Linked DNA regions of Sus scrofa: region 2 is linked to region 1. A link is a contact called in public Hi-C data. All regions are on one chromosome and are shown on one strand. Each heading gives the region's core, a stretch centred on a gene start, on an enhancer-like site or on the middle of the called end of the contact. The rest is flanking DNA. Distances are from core to core; before and after follow the strand shown. Region 1 holds the start of DZIP1 (zinc finger protein DZIP1). Region 2 overlaps UGGT2 (UDP-glucose:glycoprotein glucosyltransferase 2).

Region 1 (7,011 bases), core at 2,660-5,159:
TTAAGCATTCCATATTGTTTGCAGCCTGACCTCAACAGCAATTGGTACCTGGTTTATTTTTCACTACATCAATGAGGAGGAGGAGGAAAGGGCCTTTTAAACAACCAGCATTTAGATGATTCAATAAAGCACTGCAGACGTTACCTATGTTTAATTAATAATTAAACAGAGGTTTAATTATTAATCCTGTGTTAGTCTACACAAGGTAATGAACCATGTCACCTGTTGGTTAAAATGACTGTTTTGCTTAAATATGCTGTTTCTTCTGATTTGCAGTTCAGATTTAAAAAAAAAAAAAAAAAAAAGGCAGTGAAACAGGAAAGGACTTTCAATATCCCAGACAGTAGGAATTGAGGCTTTTCCTGGATAATCACAAGGCAGGTTCCCACCTGGTAATAGCTGGCCTTGGCCTCAATCATCAGCTGCTGGGTGGAGATCATCTTTTTCCTGCGTTTACACTCTTCCTTGAGGAACTTGATCTCCCCGGCCTGCTTGCTGAGGAGCCTCTTGCTCTGCTCGCCGTCGGCCAGGCTCAGGCGCAGGCGCTCCTCCAGGTGGTGCAGCTGCGAGGTGAGGAACTCCTGCGAGTGCAGCAGGTACTCAATGGTGAGCTGCGCCAGGCGGATGAGCTTCAGCAGCACCGGGTCCACCCCCGACTGGCAGTGCGGACACTTCTCATCCTCCAGCTTGCAGAAGGTGATGTTCATGATGTTCTCCTGCAGCGTGAGCACGTCCACGGCGCCCGCCACCTTGTCCACGTCGATGGCGCTCAGCCGCCGCCAGTCCACGCTCTCCAGGCGCGGTCGGAACTGGAAGAAGGGCAGGGGGCCCGACGCCACGCTGGGAGGGGGACAGGCCATGGCCGCGGCGCCCCCCGCGGCGGCGTCGGGTCCCTCCAGTCCGCTGGCGAGCGGGTAGTAGACGTGCTTCTGAAAGGGCTGCGGGAAGGAGACAGACCGAGAGTGGTGGGGGTGCTGTGGGGGCCCGTAGGGTTCCCGCCGCCCCCAGCCCAGCGTCCGCCGGCAGGCACTCCTGCTTCCCGCTGCTTACCATGCTTGGAAAGCTTATCCGCCGCCTCTGCTGGCATCCGAGGAGGGGGCGGTCCCGTCTACCCGGCCGCCTCCCGGGCCGCCGCCGCCGCCGCCGCCCCACCCCTCGGGAGCAGCAGAAGGCGGTCCCGGCGGCGGCGGCCTAAGGTCCGGGCGTCTAGGCCGTTGCTATGGCAGCGCCCTGGCCTAGACCCGGAGCAAAAGGCGAGCTGGCCAGCGCGTGGTCAGCGTGCGTCCAGGGCCCTGCGGGAGGGGAGAAAAATTCGTGGTTCATCCTGAATGGACACACCTGTCCACCCCAGAGAGCACACCTGTCCACTTACACTTCCTGAGCCTGACTCCCCTGGGCACCACCCTCCCTGGCTTTGGCGGGGACATCTCATGAGAAGCCACATGCTAGATGCTACCCTCTGATCCTGGCCTCAGGTTCTGAGATTTTACATATCTATTCATCCTCATCTTTCACACATAACTCAGAGTGTCTTAAGCAACAAATCTGTGATCTTGGGATGGCGGGGACTGGCTACAAAAAGACAGGAAAACACTTTTAGGGCCTAATCAAAAATATTCTCTATTTTGATTGTGCTGTTGATTACCCAGGCATATACATTTGTTAAAATTCACTGAATGGTATGCTGAAAATTAAGGGTGCATTTTGTATATTACACTTCAGTAATGTTGTTTTAAAAATTAAATTTGTAGTTAATTACATTTGGTGGAAGGCTTCCTAAATTTCTCACACCCAAGTTACTTTTTTAAGTGGAGTCTTGCTGGAATTCCCCTTGTGGCTCAGTGGTAACAGACCCACAACTAATAACCATGAGGATGCGGGGTCAGATCCCTGACCCCACTCGGTGGGTTAAGGATCTGGCATTGCAGGTGTAGGTCACAGACACAGCTCAGATAGGCATGGCTGTGGCTGTGGGGTAGGCTGGGAGCTCAGATTCTAGGCCTAGCCTGAGAACTTCCACATGGTGCAAGTGTGGCCCTTAAAACAAACAAGTAATGGAGTCTTTCTTCCTCTCTGGGTTGGCCACCTAAATAACACATTCTGATAGAAGTACAAACCAAAGAACTTCCCCAAATATGTGCTATTTTACTTCTCTGTCCAGGAGGATACATTTTCAAAATGTGAAGATAAAAGCAATTATATATCAGCTTTACCACCAAGTTTTGCAGGGCCCTGGTATTTACCTTACAAACTTATGTGGCAGCTGCATTCTGTTTTCAGGAGAGGCTAAAATGTTTCTAGCAGCAACTTGGGGACCTCAGGCCTCTCATTCTCGAGGTCTTCTGGGAGCTGCCTGTGGCTATCACAGAGATGGATGAACTGAGGAAAAGCCAGACATTCCTCAGTCCACCGAGAAGCCCCTTCTTGGACCAACCATCAGGAAAATGTTTGTCTTTCCTAACAGCCAAAGGACAGAAAAAAGGAAAATACAATTCAGAGTAACTGGAAGCAAAATTATAATATCAAATATTTCTAGCCCTTTCTAGATACTGAGAACTAGAAATAAGCCCTATGAAAGCATTCAGAAGCTAATCATACACTTCGTAAGAAGCTGCACATCCAAATAATTTTCAATGGAATTTTTTGGGGAAAAGAGCCATTACGGATTCACTGTAGCCAGCATAAAAGTCTTAGAGATCTAGCTTCAAAAGTCTGATTCTTCCATATACTTGCAGCCTGACCTAGAACAAGTTACATCAGACCTGGGACTCTGTATCCCTCTCTGTTTAAGGGGCGTCAAGGATACCGACCTGGCAGGTCTATGTACTGTGGACTCCATCCACTGGGCTGCAGGATCAGCGGGAACAAGGGCCGTGGTCTCTCTTGCTCACCGTTATATTCCCAGCACCTAGCATAGGTCAGGCACAGAGAGGCGTTAAGAATTTACCAAAAGGACACGTGGATAAAGAACGATCCGAATGAATTAGGCGCTTAGTTAAGTCAACATCAAGCTCTCAGACCCCGTCCCTCATATTTTCTGTGCCTCTGGCCTGTTAGGGAAATTCACGCGGGATCTGGGTCCAGCCCTTGGAACTGAAGGGGCGGGGGAGCTGTCTGCGCACCCCCATTGTATTCGGGGGCGAAGGAGGCGCGCAGGGCGGGAGGCGCCCATCTCGGTTCTCCGCCACCGCCCTGGCCCCGAGCGCCGCGCTCTTGGCCACCCTGGCCCCTCAGCTGGATCTCTGTCGCAAGATGGCCGGAACAGGAAAGCAGGGGGCACTTTTTCCCGTTTCCTCCGCCACCCATCCCTCCGCAAGGCCGCCAGCCGGCCGCTGCGCCTCCCGCCCCGGGCGCACCGCGGGACCGACCCGCCAAGACAAAGAACGAGGAACCCGGGCTCCAGTGGGGCCTCGGCGCTGGCCCTTAAAAGGCAAGACAAACGGGGAGTGGGGGCTGCGGCAGCCAGGCCAGCGGGGTCTGCAGCGCCTCGGCTCGACGCGGGGAAAACGGGAGGAGGGCCCGGCTTCGCGGGCACCGAGATACCCGGGTTCCCCTGGGCGCCTGGCGCATCCTGAGCCGCGGCTCACCCCAGCTGCGCGCTCCTGGGCGGGCGCCGGGCGCTGCAAGCGGACGGGGGCGAGGCTGGGGACGCAGATCCCAGGGGCGCTGCTGGCGCGGAGGAGCCCGTGGAGGCCGAGGAGCAGCCGAGCGGGAAGCGGCAGGCCGGCTCCTTCTTCCAGGGCGCAGGACGAGGCTTGTCTGTTGTGGGCAAGTTGTGGCGTGGAGACCGCCTGACGCCGCTCCAGGCCCTCGCAGATTCACCGCCGCCGGTGCCTCGGGATCCCCCACCCCCCTCCCGCCCCCTCCCCTACGCGATCTCGATGCGGCCTCTTCTCTCCGCGTCCCGACTCCTCTGGCAAGCTGGGCGGGACTGCACGTCTAGACCGCAGCGCAGAAATGCGCTCCACCAATCCCGCTGTTGGTGCAGACACGTGGTGCCGGGGCGCGCTCTGTTGCTGGCGTGGAATGCTCACCCCGGGAAGGCTTTTCAAAGAGTAACCAAATTCACTCCATCCCTGCGGTTGGCCTAGCCCTCAGCTAGCTAATTTCCCATAGAAGCAGGGGCTTTATGTGAATTCCTCCTAAGAGGAGATGCATTTTAATCGCACAAGTCTGCAGATGCCAGAAACCTTGAAGACGCTATCTAACGCAGCCTTGCACTTGATTGAAGGGGAAAACAGGCTTGAAGACCATATGCCGAAGCACACAGGATTTAAATCCACCTAGGTTTCCGCTTTGCTTTTGGTAATGCTGGGTTTAGGACCAAAGGCTTGGATCTCTGTTGGTGGAAAGTTTGGCGGTTGGGGACGGGAGATGTCCTGGGTCAAGAGAAAGGCGACTATTTTTAAACCTAAAATTGGAACCTGTGGTCTAACAACGGGGCACAATTTCGTATTTTTAAATAATGAGTGATCCAGAAACTATGCATATACTTAGCAACCATGAGGTTGACGCAGACTGAGAAATTTGAGGCACCTTCTGCAAAGTCTTAGTGTCTGCTGTCTATAGAATTTTTGTTGGATGACAAACAAAACTTAGTAGTGTAAAATGCCTTCCCCTGTGTTTCTTTTTGACCGAATTTAACAATACTTTATTTAGCGCAGGGCTTCAAACATAGTCATACCTCAGTAAGTATGTTGAATTATTTACTTTAGTTTTCACTTAAAATCATACAACCTAGGACAACTTTGGTGGGATTTTTTTTATTTGTCTAATTTTAATGCTTCAATTTGAAAGAGAATCCAAGATACCACAAAAATGCTCTAAAGTAGTAAAGTAGTATAGGTAAGGATATCTAGGTAAAATTTTCAGGCAATGTGAGGGAGATAAGGCCACTTTGCAAAATCTATGCTCTAGCTGTGTGTGTTTGTATGTGTGTGTTGCACACTTGCAGGGATTACTTAAATTGTGTGTGTGTGTGTGTGTGTGTGTGTGTATGTCTTTTTAGGGCTGCACCCGAGGCATACGGAGGTTCCCAGGCTAGGGGTTAAATCGGAGCCACAGTTGCTGGCCTATGCCACAGCAACTCGGGATCGGAGCCACGTCTGCAACCTAAACCATAGCTCACAGCAATGCCAGATGCTCAACCCAGTGAGCAAGGCCAGGGATCGAACCTGCATCCCCATGAATGCCAGTTGGGTTCATTAACCGCTGAGCCACGACGGGAATGCCAAGGATGCTTAATTAATATAATTTGACAATATACTGTTTGAATTATGGGTATTTCCCATTCCCTACTCTCAGTATGTTACCCCACATATGCAGAATTGGAAGAAATAAAATGAACCAGTTGAATTTGACATGGCATTGCAGCAGTCATATATTCTTGATCCTTTTAAGCCTTAAACCAATTGTAATAGCTGAGCTGGGAGTTGCTGTGATAATTAAATATTTTTTTTTCTTTTTAGGGCCACACCTGCAGCATATGGAAGTCCCCAGGCCAGGGGTTGAATCAGAGCCACAGCTGCTGGCCTAAGCTGCAGCCACAGAAGCACAGAATCTGAGCTGGCTCTTCCACCTATGCTGCAACTTGCACAACACCAAATCCTTAAGCCACTGAGTGAGGCCAGGGGTTGAACCCGCATCCTCATGGATACTAGTTAAGTTCTTAACCCACTGAGCCACAAGGGAACTTATCAAATTACTAAATTTTTAAAAATTAAGTATCTCTCTCCTCCATCAGACTATGAGAACCTTATGTAAGTATTCAAATAAGTATGAAATTTTTGAAGACAGAAATGATCCCCAAATAAGGAAAATAGAAATATTTTAAAAAGTTGAGTAGCAACACAAACTGTATAAGGACAAGTCAGATGAGTATCTGGGTCCTTACACAAATGAGAGAGGGCTTTCACCCTGGCGTGGCCCTTTAGAAAATTCAAGAAGCTTTTGGACCAGGTCTTCCTATAGCCTGTGCTCTCCTGTTCTAGACGATATTACATAGAATCTCAGAACTTCCTGCATAAACAGTCCATGTCAACTTCCAGAGCCTTGTATGGGCTGCTTCCCCAAGTTCATTTTCAAGGTGGACTGTATTGCTTGTGGTTGGGAAGGATAACCTGTAGGCACACAAGGCCCCTTCTGATCAGGATGGTGCCAGGGTGGGAAGAGAAGAGCTGCTGCCTGGGAGCTTGGCTGAGAGTCCAAGAATTCTAAATTTAAACCTAGCTTTGCAGCCTCAGCTTCCTTTGAGTAACTTAAAATGTGATACTGCTGGCAGGCAGTTGTATATTGCAAACGCTCAGGCAACCATTAAAAAATTAAAAAGAGGAGTATGATTAATATGCTAAGAGAAGAGATAAATGGAATGGCATAAACTGCTCCATTCAAACCAGAAAAGGCAGGAAAATGGGATGAAAAGAAAAAACAAGCGGAATAAATGGAAAACAGTTATAAATATGGATGATATTAGCCTTTTTTTTTTTTTTTTTTTTTTTTTTTTTTTTGCTTTTTAGGCCACACCTGCAGCATATGGAAGATTCAAGGTGAGGGGTCGAATCGGAGCTACATCTGCAGGCCTATACCGCAGCCACAGCAATGGTGGGATCTGAGCCGTGTCTGTGATCTATACCACAGCTCACAGCAACACCAGATCCCTGACCCACTGTGCAAATCCAGGTATCGAACCTGCATCCTCATGGAGTCTAGTCAGATTCATTTCCACTGCACCAGGAAGGGAACTCCTTATTAACCCAATTATATCTGTAATCATTTCAAATAAGAATGATCTAAATAAACCAATTAAAAGATAGAGATTGTCAGAGTGAATTAAAAAAAAAAAAAAACATGAGTTCCCGTTGTGGCGCAGTGGTTAACGAATCCGACTGGGAACCATGAGGTTGCGGGTTCGGTCCCTGGCCTTGCTCAGTGGGTTAACGATCCGGGGTTGCCGTGAGCTGTGGTCTGGATTGCAGACGTGGCTCGGATCCCGCAATGCTGTGGCTCTGGCGT
Region 2 (7,265 bases), core at 454-2,953, 100 kb after region 1:
TCCCACAAGGAGGCATCCAGGTGACAGCTCCGCGGTTGCTGTCTTGGTCTGAATACATGTCCTGGTTCCAGACTCCACTGGAAGAAGACGTGAGAGAAGCCTCACCTCTGGTGTATGCCCCAGGGATGGAGCAGCTGGATGTGCAAGGGCCTCGGGCAGAGAGAGTTCCCAGGTCTTCCTGAGGACGTGGAAATTGAGGTTGTTAAAAAGCACAAGGGAGAATCCATTGCTTGAAGCATTTCTTGGTGGATTTGGGTTGTTCTTGTATCTGCATGGAGCCCGCTATTGCAGGAGATTCTATAAGCATAGCCTGTTATTTGTACATAAAGGTTTTCAGACGGCGTTTCTCCAAACGGATGTGATTTTTCTCTGAGGTGAAAGATTCTTTATAGATAGCAAAGGATAACTCCTCTAACAATGTTTCACTGTATTACCTTTTTCTTAGGATTTTGCTAATACTCCATATATATCATCTGTTGCAATGTTTTATTTCCTGCCATGTTTATGCCTTTGCAATGGTATAGTTTTAGTGCAAACCAGCTTCTCTTCCTCCTGGTATGTCGCACTCAGGTAGGGCCCATACATTGTGGCCTTAGGTCAAGGAAGTTTATTATGGGCACTGTGCAGTGAGGACAATTGGCATTATCAGATCCCAGATAAGGCTGTTTGTCCTGATCCAGGCCAAGAGCTTTTACCCAATGTAGTGAAGCCTGATGTTATAAATAAGCATTAGGAAACAATGCAGACATAAACATACTGGAGTAATTCTGGATTAACACTGATGAATGTTAGAGCCCTTCACAGCACTTGAAGATCACATCCGCAAAGCTCTCCACGTGCTGTGCAAACTCCCCTGTGTGACTTTGTGCCCTGGCTCCAGTCACCTCTTGTCAAAGGAACAGAACCACCCCCGTGCCAGTCTTTGCCCCATCAGCGCTTCCTCCTGCTTCAGGCCTCATCCTAAATGTCACATCTTCAGACCTTCCTGATACTTCCTCTTCCCAGCATTTCCATTTAGATATTTATTTAATGCCTATATATATATATATATATATATTTTTTTTTTTGTCTTTTTGCCATTTCTTGGGCCGCTCCTGCGGCATATGGAGGTTCCCAGGCTAGGGGTGAATCGGAGCTGCAGCTGCCAGCCTACGCCAGAGCCACAGCAACGAGGGATCCGAGCTGCGTCTGCAACCTACACCACAGCTCACGGCAATGCCGGATCGTTAACCCAGTGAGCAAGCGCAGGGACCGAACCCGCAACCTCATGGTTCCTAGTTAACCACTGCGCCAAATGTGAACTCCAAAATAACCTTTCATTTAAAGTGAAATCATATCAGTAGGAGGTAAACCTTCTATAGTTGAGATTTTATATGACTGATGTAGAGGACAAAATTATTCTCCAAATGTAAAGTCTTTAAAACACGTTCTAAATAAAGAGGCTTCACTCTAGAACTTCTCAGAAAATAGAATCCCCCCCCACCCCCCCACCCCGCCCACCCGTGGCACATGCAAGTTCCCGGGTCAGGGTCAAATCTGAGCGGAAACTGCAACCGACACTACAGCTGCGGCGATGCCGCGTCCTTAACCCCTGTGCCCGGTCTCAGAAAATGCGGGTTTTTATATTTGCTGTGCTAATAAACTGGGTCATGGGGAACAGCTGTCCCGTCACCACAGCACTTTGAGGCGCACTGTTTTCCACAGGATGGGCCGGCCCGCCGAGCCCACGCGGCTCACACTTGTCTGCCGGGACCGCCGAGACGCGGCCCTGTGTGCCTCCCCCCCCCCCGCCCCCAGAAGTAGGATCTGAACAAACCCACCGGTCCTTTGGAAGGAGGCGAACCCCTGCCACCTCATCTACCAAGTCCGGTCAGGACCGGCCGCTGGGCCCCCCGCCGCCGCGCTTGCCTCTGCTCTCCGACGGGGCTCCGGCGGCGAGGTCGGTGTCCCCGGGTCCTCTGCGGCTCTGGCGCGGCGGACAGCCCCCCAGGCACGCGGAGGCGCTGAGGAGAGGCTGCCCGGCGCTGCCCTCCGGCCGGGGAACCCTCCCGGCGCCGCCGGGGCCGCAGCAACGGGCTGCCCGGCTGGGTCTCGGGCGCTGGAGTCGGAACCCGGCGCCGGGGCGGCCGTCTCTCTGGGCGGTTCCCACGCGGGTCGCACGTTTACCACGCGGGCTATTTTCCCTCATGTTCGGGGTTTGCTTGAGACCTAAAAGGAAACGCCCTGACTCGAATTCTCAGATAAACTCTGTTCTGACTTTTCTGGGCGGCGCAGGGGAAGGGCGGGCTGCATCTTCTCCGCGGATGGAAAACACCGCTCTTCGCTCGCTCGCAGGATTTGATTTTTGTTCAAACTTGACGGGGCCTGCACCTGCGAAGCAGCCTTCGGGGTCGGGAATGTCTATAAACGCCCTGCGGGCTCCGGGCGGCGGCACCCCGGGCCAGAGGGGCGGTGGCCTCTGCAAGGCCGCGTTGCAGAAGCCCGCATCAGCTCCCCCAAGAGTCCCCCCTGAGGAGCGCAGCCCGCTGCATGGCAGGGCAGCTGATAGGCACTTGACCTAACAACTTGTAAAGGAGCCATTAAAAGTCTCCCCATGAAGTAATATTCATAAATCTGGATTTTCAGGTACAAGGTTATCATTCACCTGGAAATGAGATGGAAATTTAGCCATTCAACTCCCAAGATACTAACTACATTATTCTGCAGTTTTAGCTTAGATTCCATGAAACACAGAACCTGGCATAGTGCAGATGGCAGTAACCAGAGTGGAAATCAGGTGCCACTGCCTAGCGAAGTGCCAACTTACAGGCCGCTAGTCTTCTGCCCGAAACAGCACAGCAGACCTTGGGGTGCCAGGGTGGGAGCACCCAGCCTGGGCTAGAAGCTTATGGAGTCTGTCACGTCGTACCAAGCCCTGATCTTGTGCGTGACGCCAAGAGGAGTGAGCGGGAGACGCCCTGGAACGGGCTGCCTCACGCCGAGTTCCTGCTCAAGCCTTTTTTTCCCCCAGTACATATGCTGCCCAAGTGAGCCCCCACTCAAGCCTTTGACGGCATCCCTCAGGACCCTTCAAACCCACAGCAGTCATCTGGTTCCAGCAGGTGGGCCCCACCTGGAGCAGCCCACTTCATCACAGACGAACCCCAGTGACCAAGGGAGGGTTCCCGGGAGGGGAGCGGTCCCGTGACGTCCGGTTGGGGATGAACGAAGCTGCGGGGAGCAGTTATTTTCAAATACTCCAGGGCTGTGCCGGCAAATAGACAAGGACCGGGTTGCTCAGAAGCGCTCACAGGAGCGAGAGCAGAGACGGCGGGAGACAGCCCCGCTCCGGTGCGGCTCTGTACGCAGCTGTCCGACCACGAAGACGGACCCACCGGGTCTAGAGGCAGACAGGTGCCCAGGGCCCCGGGTAGTACCCAGAGGGCCTAAGGCCCCACCAGACAGGGCCGTGTAGGGGCTGGGCCCACTGGGTGGGGGCTAAGCTCTAATGCTCCGCAAACTGCACTTATCAACAGAGTCGCCTGGAGAGTTTCTTAAACAATCATCATTTCCCACGCTCATCTGAGCCCCACTGAACCCGCTTCTTCAGGGGACGGAGGCCAAATGACACTGAGCCCCTTCCAGTCCCAAGACCCTCTAATTCTAGAAGAGGTGGATAGTTTTTGAACATTTACCACTCCTATTCATCTATTATTAACATAAAACAGGAAAACAAAGTGTTTATAGTCTTAACTCAGTTCTAAAAAACCAGCCAGTTCTTTTTCAAAACGCATACATACCTCACAGCCCATGGATATCATTTTTTGAAATAAAAATTGGAAACATTAAAAAATACAAATACAGCATAGGATTAAGACATCATATGGTTTAAGATAAATAGGTGATTACAGTGTGATACTACTTCCATTTTAAAACAATAGTTAAGATATAAATGGGCTTAATGTTTTAAATATTCAGAGATACCATGAGTCCTTTTTCTTTCTCGGTAGAAAAAACACAAAATAGATTTCTCTAATTTTAAATACATCTTATGGATAAAGAAATATGGATGCGCACAGCTGGTATATCCCAGATGTGGATGGTGTGAAAAATCCCCATGAGGACAAGGTAGCCAGATACTTCCTTCGCTTCAACTGGTGAAAACCCAGTGTTTTTAAGCAATCAGGAAAGAGGAACAATCTAGTTTTAACAACTCAATAGTCAGTTCTTATATAACTTAAACTTATTCAATACATTAAATATATGTATTTTTAAATAATTTAAATTGAAGAATATATGTCACTGATCCTTAACGAAACTTCCAAAAGTCTTAGCAGTAGTTCCACACTTCCCCAGCAGGTGGCAGATTTCTCATCATCCTTTCTCATCTTCTCTCTTAAATAAGCCAGGGCTAGAGTTCATCATGTGTCAAAACTGTAGGGGAGGAAAGTTTATTTAGCTCTTGAGATCTTAAACATCAAATTAGCTTAGATCTCACTGCAGTATGAAATAATATAAAAAGCATAGGTGACTTGCTCCTGACTGAGGATACTCTCGTTAGTCTAGTACTTACTTGCTTTGTTAGGTGACATGAGAATAGCTCATTGCACATTATAGTATCTATTATATTGTATCATAACTACTTGCCTTTTTGCATAGACGTGAGCTCCCCCGAGTCTCTGAGAACAAGGACCGTATCTTCATCTTTGTTACCTCCAGGACCTAGCCCCCTGCTTGGCAATGGAGGCTTTGAAAAACACTAATAGATTACTCACCATGTAGAAAGCATCCTGTCATTAATGTAATGGAACAACAAAGACACATACGGTCCTCGCCTACGACAGGAGGATGGAGCATTCAAGCACAAACATCAACTTTACACAAACGTGAGACCCAACACTAGCGAAGATCTTAGCTGTCAGAATGGTTTCTGCTTTTGCATCACTGAGCTGTCACATACTGATTAAGAACAATGGCAATTCTAAATGATATTTTCAGGCAGAAATTGAAAAGCAATTTTAATGGATCCTGTTCCACAATTCAAGACCATAGATTCTATCTTTCTCTTCATTAAATCCAACTAGAAAGATAAGGAAATAAAGAAGGGAATAGCATAATGACGATGGGAGAAAAGGTTATGAGACAATATTGCAAGAGTTATCAATGACTTTCTAAACATAGAAAACAGAATATACTGTTGAGATGAGTTGATTTTCTTGACAGAGAAGCCTAGGAGAGCCTCCTGAAAGAAAACACTGGTGGGCAGTGAGTCACCCAGTGAAGCAACTGACTGAAGGACTGTATGGAAAATCTGTGTGTGTCAGCTCCCTACTCTCACTCCTCCTCCTGCACCGCAGAAAAAACTGACAGGCTCGTGTTTACTACAAAATAGAACGTGGAAGACTATTCTTGAGAAAGATAGAACAATTTATTGAGAGGGACTGATTGATTTCTGTATGGGTACTGAAAAGTTCTTGAGTAAAGTTCTCTCCTTGCAGCTTTTGGCCAAGGGGGTGTGTGGGATGGGCTCTGTCTATTCCAGGTCCATAAATCTAGAGAGAAGCTTGTCAGTTCTACACCATGTGAATATACCTAAAGTTACCAACTGACCCCTACAATTCAGAGAAGAAGCCTATTAGAGAAACAAACACATTTACACCATGAATGAGGAAACCCAGGCCAGCTATCTATGTCAATCAATCTAATTTTTAAATCGTAAATGTATACTAACAGGCAAGAATCTCTAGGCATTTGAAGAGGACAACAGCAAAAGAAAAAAGACTAAGATGAATACACAAAACAATTCAAAAAAAGTAAAGAAAGATAACCAAGAGAACCAAGAGATATTTAAAATAATCATAATTAATATTTTCCAGAGATACCGAAAAAGTCAATAAAGCTATATAAAATAAGAACAAATTAAAAGCAAGCAAGCAAAGGGAATTCCCATTGTGGCTCAGTGGCAATGAATCTGGCTAGATCTATGAAGATTCTGGTTCAACCCCTGGCCCAGCTCAGTGGGTTAAGGATCTGGCATTGCTGTGAGCTGTGGGGTAGGTCACAGGCATGGTGCTCAGATCTAGTGTGCTATGGCTATGGCTGTGACCGGCAGCTTCCCAGAAGGGAATGTTAGGGAATATAAAATATAACCACAAAGGGAATATTAGGGAGTATAAAATACAACCAGAGAAATATAAAGGATCATAACAGACTGCTGTGAACAATCATATGTCAACAAAATGGACAACTAAAAAGATATGGATAAATCCCTAGACACGTACAATTCACCAAGACTGAATCATGAGGAAAATAGAAAATCTAAACAGACCAATTACTAGTAAGGAAACTGAATCAGTAACCAAAAATCTCCCAATAGGAGTTCCCGTCATGGCTCAATGGTTATCAAATCCAACTAGGAACCATGAGGTTTCGGGTTTCAATCCCTTGCCTCGCTCAGTGGGTTGAGGATCTGGGTGGCCATGAGTTGTGGTGTAGGTTACAGACACGGCTGGGATCCCACGTTGCTGTGGCAGAGGCCAGCAACAATAGCTCGATTAGATCCCTAACCTGGGAACCTCCATATGCCATGGGTGCAGCCCTAGAAAAGACAAAAAAAAGACACACACACACAAAAAGCCTCCCAATAAACAAAAGTCCAGAATGAGACAGCTTCACTGGTGAATTCTACTAAACATTTAAGGAAGAATTAATACCAGTCCTTCTGAAGCTCTAATGAAAACAGAAGGACAGGGAACACTCCCAAACTTGTTTTACAAAGCCAGTGACAGCCTGATAACAAAACCAGACAAGGACACTATGAGAAGAAAAAAAATGACAGGCCAACATCTCTGGTGAACACAGATGCAAAAATTCTAAACAAAGTATTAGTAAATCAAATTCAACAATACATTGAAAGGATCATCCACCATGATCAAGTGGGACTTAACCTGGGGATGCAATGATGGTTCATTATCCACAAATCAATCAATGTGATATGTCACATTAACAAAGTGAAGTGTACAAATGTATGATCACTTCAATAGATGTAGCAAAAGTGTTTGACAAAATTCAACATCAATTTATAATAAAAGTGCTTCACAAAGTAGGTATAGAAGGAACATATCTCAACATAATATGACAGACTCAGTGAAAAGCTAAGAGGTTTCCTCTTATGATCAATAAAAAGATAAAGATGTCCACTCTCACATCTTTTATTCAACATAGTATTAGAAGTCCTAGCCAGAGTAATTAGTCAAGAAAAAGAAATAAAACAGCATCCAAATTGG

Evidence for each region. A called contact is a pair of places that touch in the nucleus more often than the background predicts.
Region 2: a contact with region 1 is called in a Hi-C map of omental adipose tissue, with 2.2 times the contacts expected there. The contact joins the enhancer-like site here to the promoter of DZIP1 in region 1. A contact is called at or near these places in 4 of 5 promoter capture datasets (fetal liver, liver and skeletal muscle), 25 of 47 Hi-C or Micro-C datasets (adipose tissue, alveolar macrophages, blood and 13 more) and 1 of 2 datasets of contacts at active chromatin or transcription factors (skeletal muscle).

What each region holds. Positions count from the first base shown.
Region 1 is chr11:65,200,385-65,207,395 of Sscrofa11.1, forward strand. It overlaps DZIP1 (zinc finger protein DZIP1), which reads right to left and starts at 3,910. Exons shown (of 25, transcript XM_021065790.1): 1 at 3,588-3,910; 2 at 2,811-2,908; 3 at 2,244-2,457; 4 at 1,051-1,292; 5 at 390-938. The coding sequence starts at 1,053.
Region 2 is chr11:65,303,363-65,310,627 of Sscrofa11.1, forward strand. It overlaps UGGT2 (UDP-glucose:glycoprotein glucosyltransferase 2), which reads right to left. Exons shown (of 39, transcript XM_021065792.1): 39 at 3,846-4,413. The coding sequence ends at 4,391. Among named protein-coding and RNA genes, the nearest start is that of DNAJC3, 77 kb to the left of the region's middle. Within about 2 kb of position 1,704, at least 11 of the 83 cell types and tissues checked have an H3K27ac peak or open chromatin away from gene starts, as enhancers often do. A contact at or near this core is called in adipose tissue, fetal liver, omental adipose tissue and 2 more, where this site is marked.